Regions from separate parts of the Mus musculus genome. Here region 1 is linked to region 2. A link is a contact called in public HiChIP or PLAC-seq data. All regions are on one chromosome and are shown on one strand. Each heading gives the region's core, a stretch centred on a gene start, on an enhancer-like site or on the middle of the called end of the contact. The rest is flanking DNA. Distances are from core to core; before and after follow the strand shown.

Region 1 (5,872 bases), core at 681-3,180, 54 kb after region 2:
CAGTCCAAGCCAGGAACTGAGGACACTCTCCAGCCTTTCAAGAGCCTTTCAAGTAATTGTTCACTTTTTGTGGGACACAGAACCCAGACTCCTCCTTAATTAACAAGATTCTCTGTCCATCACTGTCAGCTGTGGTGCCTTTGCAAGGTCCAAACAGTGACAGGAGTCATCTTCTTGTCTCTGACTACAGACTGGATCATCCTGGGTCTGGATGATAGTTCTGGTCATATTACTTCTAGCCAAGGAAGGCAGTAAAGGTACAGAGAACCTTTCTGGGGTGGAGTGAGTTCAGAGGGTGTGGCACAGTTTCTTTTCTTTATTTTAAAAATTGTTTTATAATTTTATGTGTACAAGGGTTTCACCTGCATATATGTATTGCAGGATGTGCATGTCTGGTGACCACGGAAGTCAGAGAGGACACGGCTCCCGTGGAACTGGACTTACAGACAGTTGTGAGCTGCTGTGTGGGTGTTGGGAATTGGACTCAGGTCTTCTGTAGGAGTAGGCAGTGTTCCTAACCACTGAGCCATCTCTTCAGCCCGTGGCACAGTTTCTTGATGAAGGTGTCTGTCACATGAAGGATGCTGAGTGCATCTTCTGCCTTTTAGGAGTCGTTTCTCCCTTCCACCATGTGGGTTCCAGGGACTGGACTCAGGTTGTCAGGCTTGGAGGTAAGATCCTGAGTCTGCTAAGCCATGGATGGGCCCAGAGTGGCTCGTAATGGATCGAAGAAGTGGGGCTGTTTGGCAAGGGTTTTGTGAATGTTTGGTTCATGGGTTTTTGTGGGGAACATTGATCCAATTTACCATATTTCTTTCCTTCCTTCCTTCCTTCCTTCCTTCCTTCCTTCCTTCCTTCCTTCCTTCCTCTTTCTTCTCCCGCTCTTTCTTCCTTTCTCCTTTCTCCCCATCTCCTCTCACTTTAGGTAGGGTCTCACTATGTGGCCTCAGTTGGCCTGGAACCTACTATGTAGCCCACACAGATGTATGATGCTATATTTGGCTCATTCTCTTCCTTCTGTTTTCCTTCCTTCCTTCCTTCCTTCCTTCCTTCCTTCCTTCCTTCCTTCCTTCCTTCAGTTTTGTTTGAAAGAACAGTTCTATCTGTGTAGTTGCTTCTTTTCAGCTTATTTCCAGTGATGAACACACTTGGATGACAACAGTCCATTTGCACTAAGGTACCACTCAGCCACTGGGTCTCACTCTTGAAGCAGAGACCCAGAAAGTCTGCCTGAGATGAGCAGTACACAGATAAGAAGCTTTGAAATGAGGGATGAATGCTTTTTGCCAGAAAAAAAAAATCTCATTTTTTCCTTTTTTTTTTTTTTTTTTTTTGAATCAGGATTTTACTATGTAGCCCAGGCTGGCCTGGAACTCACATTCGTACCCTGCCTCTGACTCCCAATTGCTTGGTGGTGGTGGTGGGGGGCTGGGATAGGCATACACCTCCATAGCCAGGCAGGACTTGATTTCCTCCATGAATAAACAGAGGCCCAGAGAGGCCAAAGGACTTTTGTCTGTCTGCAGGGCTCGTGAGTGGCTGAGCTGGGGCTAGACCCTGGGTTGTCAGTAGGGTGAGACAATAAAGACAGTAACGATAAGCACCTTCAAGAAACTCTTGGGTCACAAAGATGCCCTCCGCCATTCCATGGTCCAGCCCAGAGAAAGCTCAAGGTTCCTTCTCACTAGGGGGGAGAAAGAGGTCATTACATTGTAGGTGCTGGATGAGGAGGTCCTATGAGGAGTTTTCCCATATGGCTGCCTCAGGGAGAAACAAGGTCCTGGGGAAGTCTGGATTCCTGTTTTCCCGGCAGCCTGAAGAATCTAGAGTCGCCCCGCGTGCAAAGCCCAGGAGCCCTTGCTTAGGTGCAGGGCCTCTCGGCTGCTGATCTTCAGCTGGTTGCTGAGAGTTGCAGCATTGCTGAGTCTTAGCAATGGATACTTCCCGATTCCCCTCACAAAAATAGGTCAGTCTGTCTGGCTAGTTCTGTACTTGCAGACACAGGGCATGTGGGGTTCCTATTTTTCTAGCTCCCAGGCTTCTGTCTGCTTCCTTCATGGAGAACTGCTTGCTAAGAATTTTACCACAGTGGGAGCTTAAGAAACAGCAAGGCTTAAAAATAAACCTCTAAGATGGCCAGTAACACTGGGTACGAGTGTGTCTAGTGTGTCTCTATTCAACCCAGTGCTTGAGAGGCAGAGGCAAGAGGCCCAGGGATGGAGAGTGACTTAGTTAGGGTTACTATTGCTGCGATGAAACACCAACACCAAAAGCAACTAGGGGAGGAAAGGGGGGTTTGCTTCACTCACAGTTCCATAGAGCAGTTCATTGTCAAAAGCAGTGAGGGCAGGAACTGAAGCAGGGCAGGAGCCTGGAGGCAGGAGCTGATGCAGAGGCCATGGAGGGGTCCTGCTTACTGGCTTGTTCCCCATGGCTTGCTCAGCCTGCTTTCTTATAGAGCCCAGGGCCATCAGCCCGAGGATGGCCCCACCCAAAGTGGCCAGATCCTCCCCCATAAGTCACTAATTAAGAATATGCTTGCAGGCTTGCCTACAGCCCAGTCTTATGGAGGCATTGTCTCAGTTGAGTCTCTCTCCTCTCAGGTGACTCTAGCTTGTGTCGTTGACACAGAACTGGCCAGGGCAGAGAGGTTCGGGACAGCTTGACCTACATAAAAAGACAACGTTTCTCCCCTGCTCAGAGAGGGAGGGAAGGGGGGAGAGCACAGGAGACAGAGACAGGGGACAGAAAGGTGGGGAGTTAGTTAGGGAGAGACACAGAACACACACCCACACAGAGATAAAGAACAAAATAAATCCTGTCTTTTTGTTGTTTTCAGACAGGCCTCATTATGTAGCTCTGGCTGCCCTGAAACTTGGTATGTGAATCAGGCTGGACTTGAACTCGTAGAGACTCACCTGCCTCTACCTCCCATGTTCTGGGATTAAATGTATATGCCACTATGCTTGGACTACAAAATAAATCTTAAAAACAAAACCCAGTGCTTGTCAGATCATCCAAACAGCTCAGAGCTGTAATCTGGCCACAGTCTCTGACCTTCAGACCTTGTAGGCTTTTGTCTGGGTAGGTGACCTTCTGTTAGCACTTGGATGTGGGGATCTTTGGTGTGAGCCTCTGATCTTACCTGGATCTTCTGTTTCAGCTATCATCTGTTGACAGCAGCCCAGAAGAGAGGGCTGCTGCTCACTGCTGCTGCTGCAGGAGAGGGTGGAAGTCCAGGCTCTCTCTTGGGTTTAGTGATTCCTGGGGCCAGAATCTTCTTTTACAATTGTGTGAATGTGTGGCTGCGGCTCCCACTAGGTCTTCGATGGGTCCTCCTTGGCTAGAAGTAGTAGAAACCACTTCTTATGGCTCTAAAAGCTTTCTGTCTGGCTACTGTGTCCCTTTCCTGGGAAGCAATAGCCATTTTGGTCTGTTCCTTTTTCTTTCCTTCATTCCTCTCTTTCTCGGTCAGAATAGTGACCTGTGGCAGGGGGTGTGTGTGATCAGCCTATCAAAAGCAATGGGCAAACCAAACAACCAACTAAATAAAAACAACGGGGAAAGGCTGGGCTTGGTCACACTTTTAATTCCAGGACATGGGAAGCAGGGGCAGGCAGATCTTTGTGAGTTTGAGGCCAGCCTGGTCTACACAGCAAGTTTCAGGATAGCCAGGGCTACAAGATGAGACGCTGTTTCAAAAACAAACAAGTCAATGGAAAAGCGAGTCTTTAGAGAGTACTAAGGAACAATGCAGCAAGCCTGATGAGTAGACCTTTGCCTTGAATCATGAGGGTTTGTACTTCTCTGAAAGAGGGCTAAGGCAGGGAGTGGTTCTATTTCCTGAGAAAGGCTACAAGCTGATGTAGGTCTGACAGCAGTGGGTGTGACTTGCTGCCGAGAGGTGAGAGGAACACACCCTGGACTGGTGGGGTGCATGGGGCGGTGTGGGGTGCTTCGGGGTACCCACTCATCCTTCAGTAGTTGTGGGCTCTGGGGTGATTCGAAGTCTCCCACCTGCAGGATGTATCTGCTCTTATGGTGATGCCCCAGTCAGTCTTCCCAGCTGAGGTTTCATGATTCAGGGAAAACAAAGGGTCAGTAATGGCTGATGACCTAGGCTAGACCTAAGGCGTTGAAGGCATCTTAACTGTCCTAGGGCTTAGTCAGTTAAGCATTTGCCTTGAAAGTGTGAGGACATGAGCTTAGCAGCCAGTACCCACATAAAAAAGCCAGACAGCGCTGGAAAGGTGGCTTGGTGCTTGCTGTTCTTACAGAGTTTAATTCCTAGCACCCGTATGGGCAGCTCACAGCTGTGGTAATTCCAGCTCCAGAGCCAAGTTATCTAGTGCCCTCTTCTGGCCTCTGAAGGCACCTGCACTCACGTGCACGCGCACACACACACACACACACACACACACAAAATAATAAAAAACAAATTTTTGTTTCTACAGTGAAAGAAATGAGCATGAGCCAGGAAGACAAAGGCCTCTCTGGGTGCACTGTGTGGATAAACAATTTGCTAATAACCACCCTTTGAGGAAGGATGGTGGGGGACCACTCTAGTCTCTGAAGAAGCTATCTGAGAGCAAGGTCACATTCCCCTGGATTCACTGATCAATGCTTCAAACCACAATAATGGAAGCCCAAGTAAAACCAAAGTCAAGAGGGGAGGTTACTGGCTTACACAATGGAAAGATCAGGAGCTTGGGTGTGATGGGACTCAGGTCTGTAAGCTGCACCCCGGGCTCCCTATGCAGCATCATCTTTGTGTTCTGCTTTTCTCTGTGTCCCTTTTATTCTCTAGAGCACTTTTTCTTGACTGTAGCCAGACAGTGATGAAGACTGCCCAGGAGCCTCAAACTCAATACTAGTGGACGATGACTGTGAACTCCTGGTCTAGCATCCACCTCCAAAATGCTTGCATCACAGGCATGCATGCATGCAGTGCCTGGTTTATGAGGAGCTGGGACGGGAAACCCGGCCTTCGTGTATTCTGGGAAGCTCTCTGACAACTGAGCTATGACCCCAGCTGTCCTCTATGACTTGACAATCTGGTTTTCTTTTGGGGAACAGTCTTTACAACTCTTCACCTAAGCTAAATTGTCTTTACTTTGTGATTGCATGTGTGTATATGCAGATAAGTGAGACATACTTGCACACACATGGACAGTTTTCAGACAGGACCTCTTACTGGACCTGGAGCATGATTCAGCTGGACTGGCTCGCCAGTGAGTTTCAGGTATCAGCCTGGCTCTGTTTTCCCAGCATTGGGGTTTTGGGTGTCTGCTGTCATGCAGGGATTTTATGTGGAGGCTGCAGATATGGACTAAAGCCCTCGTTCTTGTGCACTAATGCACACGAGCACATGCTTGTGCACCCACTGAGCCAACTCTTCGAGCCTGCAGGACTGGCTTGCTCCCCTTGTCTATGTGAGGCTGGGGGTTGAACTTGGGGTCTGTGCATGCTAGGCAAGCACACTACCAGCCGAGCTACGGTCCCAGCTCCAAGGCCAACTTCTGAAGAAAACACCCCAAATCTACAATCTTGAGATCTTTTCTAAGAAGTGAAAGAAATGATCTCAAATTGAGGTGTGAGCAGAGGGTGGGCCAGCTGGCGCATTCTCCAGCTGGCGCGTCCTGGAGGGCTGGCCCTTTTCTTTGAGGCTGGGTGTCTGGAACCCTCCTGCATCTCTGATGCTCCCTCTCTTCCCCACAACTTCCTAGCCTCCTCCATCAATGGGAAGGGGACACCCAGAGGAGACACCAGGGGAGCCCAGCCAACGACCTTTCCTGCTAGATTCCTATACATACTGGCTAGAAGGCAGGAGAAAACGGCTTCAGACACTGTCAGGGAACGAATGTGCTTGACT
Region 2 (5,664 bases), core at 1,175-3,674:
GCCAAGTCAGAAAACGGAATGAAAGATAGCTGAAGAGCCCAAGAAAAGTGCCAGACAGTGAGTCAGGGGGTGGGGGTAGGGCTGCAGCAGCTACTCAGGACTCAAGATCCTGTTCCCAGGGTGAACACAGTCCTGTCCTAGGGTCCTGGAGGAAGGAAAAGCCATTCCCAGGAGCTGGCTCAGACAGAAACACCACACCCCCTGAGGAGCCCCAGAGGCAGGCCCCGGAATCAAAGAGAACCGGGCTCCTTCCGGGATGGTAGCAGAATCTGGGGCCGCCCCCTTCCTGCCACCACACACAGGCGCTGACAGCCCAGAGAACGGAATGTCACCCCAGTCTAGTGACCATAGCTATTTAATACACTGAACCAGCGAAGGCTATTCCACCCAGGCAACAAGCGGCAGCTATTGGAAGCCTCAGCCCGCCAGTGTGCTCCAGTCCCCAGCCCCTTGGCGGCCTTGATTCCCCCTTCCAGGAATCTGAAGAATGTGTCCTTTGACCTCAGAACCCCAGGTCTTGATCAGTCATGCCCCCACCTCCAACACCTAGGGTCACAGGACCCCAGACCCTCCTGAAGGGCTTCCTGGGATGCGGAAAATCACCTACAAGCAGTTCACGGAGACAAAGTGCTGGGCAGCTCAAGACACAGCAGACAGGAAGCACTGACGTACCCCTCCCCCACCCATGCCTCAGAAAGTGATGGGGGGAGGGGACAGTTCCTTCGATTCAGACTCCAGGGCCCTGCCCTGGGTAAATGCCAAATGTTTGCTGGCTGTATAAAATACTCAGTTCTACCCAGGGAAAACTGCACTTGACAGTCACCCCTTCCTCCACCTTAAGCCAGTTTTTCACATTCATTCATTCATTCATCAATCTAATCCTGGCTAAGCTTCCTAAAGGCCAAACACTATGACAGGCATTGGGCACACAGGTAAAGCACCTACAACTAACACCTCTCAAGTAGGAGTTATACAGGATAGGCAAGAAGGGTAGAACTGGGGACGAGGCAGGCTCCTCTGAAGGAGGGATGTTGGCAGAGTTCCAGATTGGGGGGGGGGGGTCACACTGCATGGTACAGGGACTGGAGCAAGGACAGCCAGTGCGCCTTCTGGTGGCGATGCAACTAAGAGGGCCTGTGTTAGCCCGAGGGCACAGGAAGCCACCCAAGTGCGTAAGTAAGGACTGACAATTCTAGATTTGCATGGTTGAAAGATGGCTCAGCGCCTGAGCCAGAGAGGGTGTGACCCGTAGGACACAGGGTAGGGCCAGGTGAACTGACAGGACAAGCGCAAAGGAGAAAAGGGGGTGGATTTGGTGACAGCTCGGGAGATGTGGGCGGGGCTGTCAAAGATTTGGGGGCAGAGAGTATTGACTTACTCTCTGCAGAAGGCTGAGACTTCGGTCCAGAGATGTTGGGTGGGTAGCTAGAGAGGAGGGAGGAATTCTCTGTTGTCAGGAAGGTGGGCTACATCTGGGAGTGACTGTATCGGCAACCCGAGTGACTAAGTGTGTGGCCGTTGCTGTGGTGTAGGCTTTTCTACAGTACATGAAGGCGAAAGGACCTCCGGGAAGGGGAAACTGAGGAAGGAGAGGAAATGCATGCAGAAGAGGGAGTAGAGGTGCGTGGGAGAGAGCCTACGTGTGCCCGCGGGTGGTCGGTGTAGCTGCGCCCCGGTGACTCACGGCAGTGGCCTCTGAGTGTGACGGTGACAGGTGAACATACGACACAATCCTTCTCCCCCCCGCCTCCCTCCCGGGGTCCGTGACTCACCAAGCCTCGCTCATTCCTCACTCATCCCTCCAAACCCTCCCTGACCCCCGCCTGCCGAGGGCGCCCGGCACACGCCGCAGCTCGGGCACCCTCCCCCTAGGGAGCCCGAGGAGGAAGACGACCAATGTCACCTGCCCCGGCCACGCGAGTAACTTCTGAAAAGTTCTCAGGCAACTAGGTCAAAAGGAAACTCACCCGCGGGCACGCGCGCCCCGTCCCACTGCCACCTGCGCCCGGCTTTGGGGCGCCTGGACATCTGGGGTAACCACAACGAGGCGGGGGAGGGGAAGCCTGCCCCCCCCCCGCCACCTCGCAGCCGTGGGCTCTCACTCCAGGCGCCAGATCTCCAGTCGGGCTCGGAGGCCGGATCCCGGCGTCCCCTCCGGAGGACCCAAGGGAGATCAGCGGGGAGCTGGAGTGACAGCGCCACTCACCCGAGACGCCCCCTGCCCCATTTCCCATCCCGCCGCGTTCAGGAACCGTGGCACTCACCTAAGCTAGCAGGGCTCGCCCAGTTCACCGAAGCCACTCGTGTGCCGGCCCCAGGGTCGCAGCGCACACAGCGACCCGCAGTGCGCTCGGCCGGGCGGCCGTCGGTGCAGCCGGCCCAGGTCTGCGCGTCCGGCGGCGGCGGGAGAGACTGGCTCAGCCCCGGCCCCGCCCGCGGCTCCGCCCTCCTCGTCAGTGGAAAACTCCGGGGCTCACGGCGCTGACGCACGCCGGGCCTCCCGCCAGGCCGCCCCGCAGCCCGCAGCCTTCGGCCCCGCCCCGGAGGCACCGCCCCCTCCCCCGCCTCGAGCCTCCCCGCGGACTGTGACCGGGCCGCGACGCCGCTGCTCCGCGCTCGGCTCCTAAGATCGCGGAGCCGAGCTTCGTGCAGAGCCGGGTCCTAGAGATGCCCGCTTCTCCACGCCGAGCAGTCCCGAGCTGCAGACTGGGTAGACTGAGGCTGCGAGCGATGGAAGCTCCTCCCCTGCCTCCACCCGCCCAGGGCAGATTATTATCAATTCAATCTGAGGACCCTTCCCCGGCCCTCACCCCACCTCTTTTTCCCAGATCCCGCAGAAAGTTAGCTCAGACTGGAGACCAGCCAGGGATGAGGAGAGAAGAAAAGGTCATCCTAGGGCCTGGCCTTCACCTCTGCCCTCGGGCCAGAGCCCTTACTCCGAACAATACCTAAAGTAGAGATTGCTGGAACCAGCTTCCCCACCCCCATCCCTCCTTAAAAAAAAAAAAAAAAAGAATCTGGTTTCTCCTAGGCCGGACCCTGGCTACTTACAGCGGATTGCTGCCTCCTCTGCTCCCGCCAAGACCTTCCTTAGGCTCGCAGCCAACTCCCTGTACTACTAGGCAGAAGAAAGTGTGTTCTAGCAGTCAACTTCTCTCTCAGGAGCCCACCCGAGTCCTCGTCAGCCCACGGCAGGGCCAGTTCGACCCAGTACCTAGAGCGCTTTTCTCTCCCGTTCTGACTGCACCGCCTGGAACGTTTCACCCTCACTCTGCTCACCTGAGGGAATCCCAACAACGTCTAGGATGGCTCAGCAAGGACTGCCTCCTCCTCCTGGAAGCCTTCGTGGAAGCTCGACCCTCCCCCTCCCAGCCCCGCTCCCGCTGCATTCTGGGTTCTTCTGACTGTCCTAGATGAATGCTGTCAGTGGCTAGTCCAACCCTCAGGATTCCATTCTCCCCTCCCCCGGGTGTAGTAGGGAGGTGACCTTCTGTCCTGCCTAAATGGCACCGAGGGTGGGGAGGATGACGGGCCCTTTCTTCAGTCTTCAGTCCTGGATGTACATGTGTACAGAGGACAAGCAGAGTGGGGGTGGGGGAGTCAGCCTGCCCTTTATCTGTGGTAATCTGGGGTCTGAGATCCTCAACACACAGCTTTGGTACACAGAAGCTGCCGGGTGGCTGAGTCTGCTCAGGAAATAGTCTACAGGGCTAGCTGAAGAAGCATGTAGCTCAATGGTAGGGCACTTTCTCAGCATGTGAAAAGCTCTAAGTTTAAACCCCATTTTGAGAACAAAACATGGCAGATCCGTGGTGGTGCAGGCCTTTAACTCCAGCATTCAGGAGGCAGAGGCTGGGGAACCTGAGTTCCGGGCAGCCTGGTCTACAGAGCAAGTTCCAGGACGGCCAGGGCTACACAGAGAAACTCGAAAACAAAACATGACCTGGCATGGTGTTGCACACTTTTAATCCCAACACTCAAGAGGCAGAGGCAGGGGGATCTCTGTGAGTTCAAGGTCTACATAGTGACTTCCAAGAAAGCCAGGGCTACGTATCTCAAAAAAACAAAAACAAACAAAAAAACCAAACCAACAACAACAGAACACCACACACCAGCGAACTGCGCATCCGTCGTCTATGGAGGTGACATAGATTTCAGGGCTGTCCCTCCAGGCCCCACATTTCCCTACCACCAGATTCAGCCCTTGCTTCCTTTGCCTGCAGATTTACCGTTCTTGATGACCCAACAATCTTGACACCACCGCTCTTCCTCCTTCACCAGCAGAGGGGTTTTAGAGACTGGGTCTCATGTACCCCAGACTGGCCTTCATAGATTTTTTTTTTTTTTTTTGGGTTTTGGTTTTTCGAGACAGGGTTTCTCTGTATACCCCTTGCTGTCCTGGAACTCACTTTGTAGACCAGGCTGGCCTCGAACTCAGAAATCCGCCTGCCTCTGCCTCCCGAGTGCTGGGATTAAAGGCGTGCACCACCACGCCTGGCTAGATTTTTTTATATAGTGCTGTGGATAGAACCCAGGACTTTGTGGATGTTAGGCAAGCGCTCTATAGACCGAGCTACCTCTCCAGCCCAGAAGCAGGGCTCAGATGAGGCCTACAGCAATGTTTTTCCAGCTCCTGCTTCCAATGCATAAAATGGGAGCATTGGACCAGCGAGCCCATCCAGCTGCAACATTCTTTGCCTCCGATTCTGCAAGATGCTGATGAGGGAGCTGAGCAGGGCTGGACTCTGGAGTTAATGAGGTTCTCTGGAGCTACCTAGGCTTGCATCCTGCTAGGCTCTGTATCCAGGAAACCAGACAAGGCTGAAAACCAGGGCAGGGGCTTGGCAAGGTCTGTACTGGGGGCTGAGAGAGGGGAACCTGACGGGCGAGGGAGCCTGGTGAGCAGGAGGAGGAGGAGATTAAAGGGGAAATATAATCAAATAAGTGATGTATTTCTGCAGAAAAGCTTCTCCCTGTCCTGGGATAGCTCACCAGATGTTGCCCAGATGTTGCTGGTGATGGGAAACATCTCCCTCAGGGATCTCATCTGAACTCTTCCTGTTGGTGGGGAATGAAGTATCTGTTCCAAGGCAGGCAGGGTCGGGTGTGGAGCACTCATCTGTAAATATGGCGCACGCGCACACACACACACACACAGAGTCTCTCTCTCTCTGGCAAAAACACCCCCATATTCTCAATCCTCAGGGAATTCTGAATACTTGGAGACCTGTAAGTACTAAGGACCACCCACCCATCCACTTACTTAGGAAAATTAAAATTATTACAAGTTTTGAGGGCTTTTATTGGGGGGGGGCAGAGTTTTTCAGTGTAACCCTAATTATCCTGGAACTCGATCTATAGACCAGGCTGGCTTCAAACTCCAGGATCTGCCTGCTTCTGTCTCCAAGTGCTGGGATTAAAGGTGTGCACCACCACTGCCTGGGTTAGTAATACTCTTTGGAATGCGCTGAGAGGTATTTTGGGTGGAATAACCCCTAGGAACAGCAGCCACTACACGCCGGAGAAGCCGGTTAAGGAGATCCAACAACTCTTACTGTTATAGGCTTTACAGGTAAGAAGTCTTGAGTTAAGGGGGGGGGGGGTTCTGAGCTCAGTGGGTTCTCTGCCTTTATGAGGCTAGTGAAGGTCTAGATAAAACGTAAG

What was found. HiChIP or PLAC-seq counts read pairs in DNA pulled down with a chosen protein or histone mark.
Region 1: an H3K27ac HiChIP or PLAC-seq map of microglia shows a contact between it and region 2, with 4 times the contacts expected there. The contact joins the enhancer-like site here to the promoter of Csrnp1 in region 2. A contact is called at or near these places in 2 of 39 promoter capture datasets (embryonic stem cells and macrophages), 1 of 15 datasets of contacts at CTCF or cohesin (the G1E-ER4 cell line), 37 of 484 Hi-C or Micro-C datasets (CD4 T cells, CD8 T cells, the HL-1 cell line and 21 more), 13 of 115 datasets of contacts at active chromatin or transcription factors (CD8 T cells, the SCID.adh cell line, Th17 cells and 8 more) and 3 of 9 other capture datasets (adipose tissue, liver and pancreatic islet).

The regions. Positions count from the first base shown.
Region 1 is chr9:120,035,626-120,041,497 of GRCm38.p6, forward strand. No RefSeq gene overlaps it. Among named protein-coding and RNA genes, the nearest start is that of Xirp1, 15 kb to the left of the region's middle. Within about 2 kb of position 1,931, at least 24 of the 459 cell types and tissues checked have an H3K27ac peak or open chromatin away from gene starts, as enhancers often do. A contact at or near this core is called in bone marrow-derived macrophages and microglia, where this site is marked.
Region 2 is chr9:119,981,355-119,987,018 of GRCm38.p6, forward strand. Csrnp1 (cysteine-serine-rich nuclear protein 1) reads right to left here and starts at 2,425. Exons shown (of 5, transcript NM_001357562.1): 1 at 2,265-2,425. It overlaps Gm33800 (a long non-coding RNA gene), which reads left to right and starts at 2,491. Exons shown (of 4, transcript XR_871355.3): 1 at 2,491-5,572.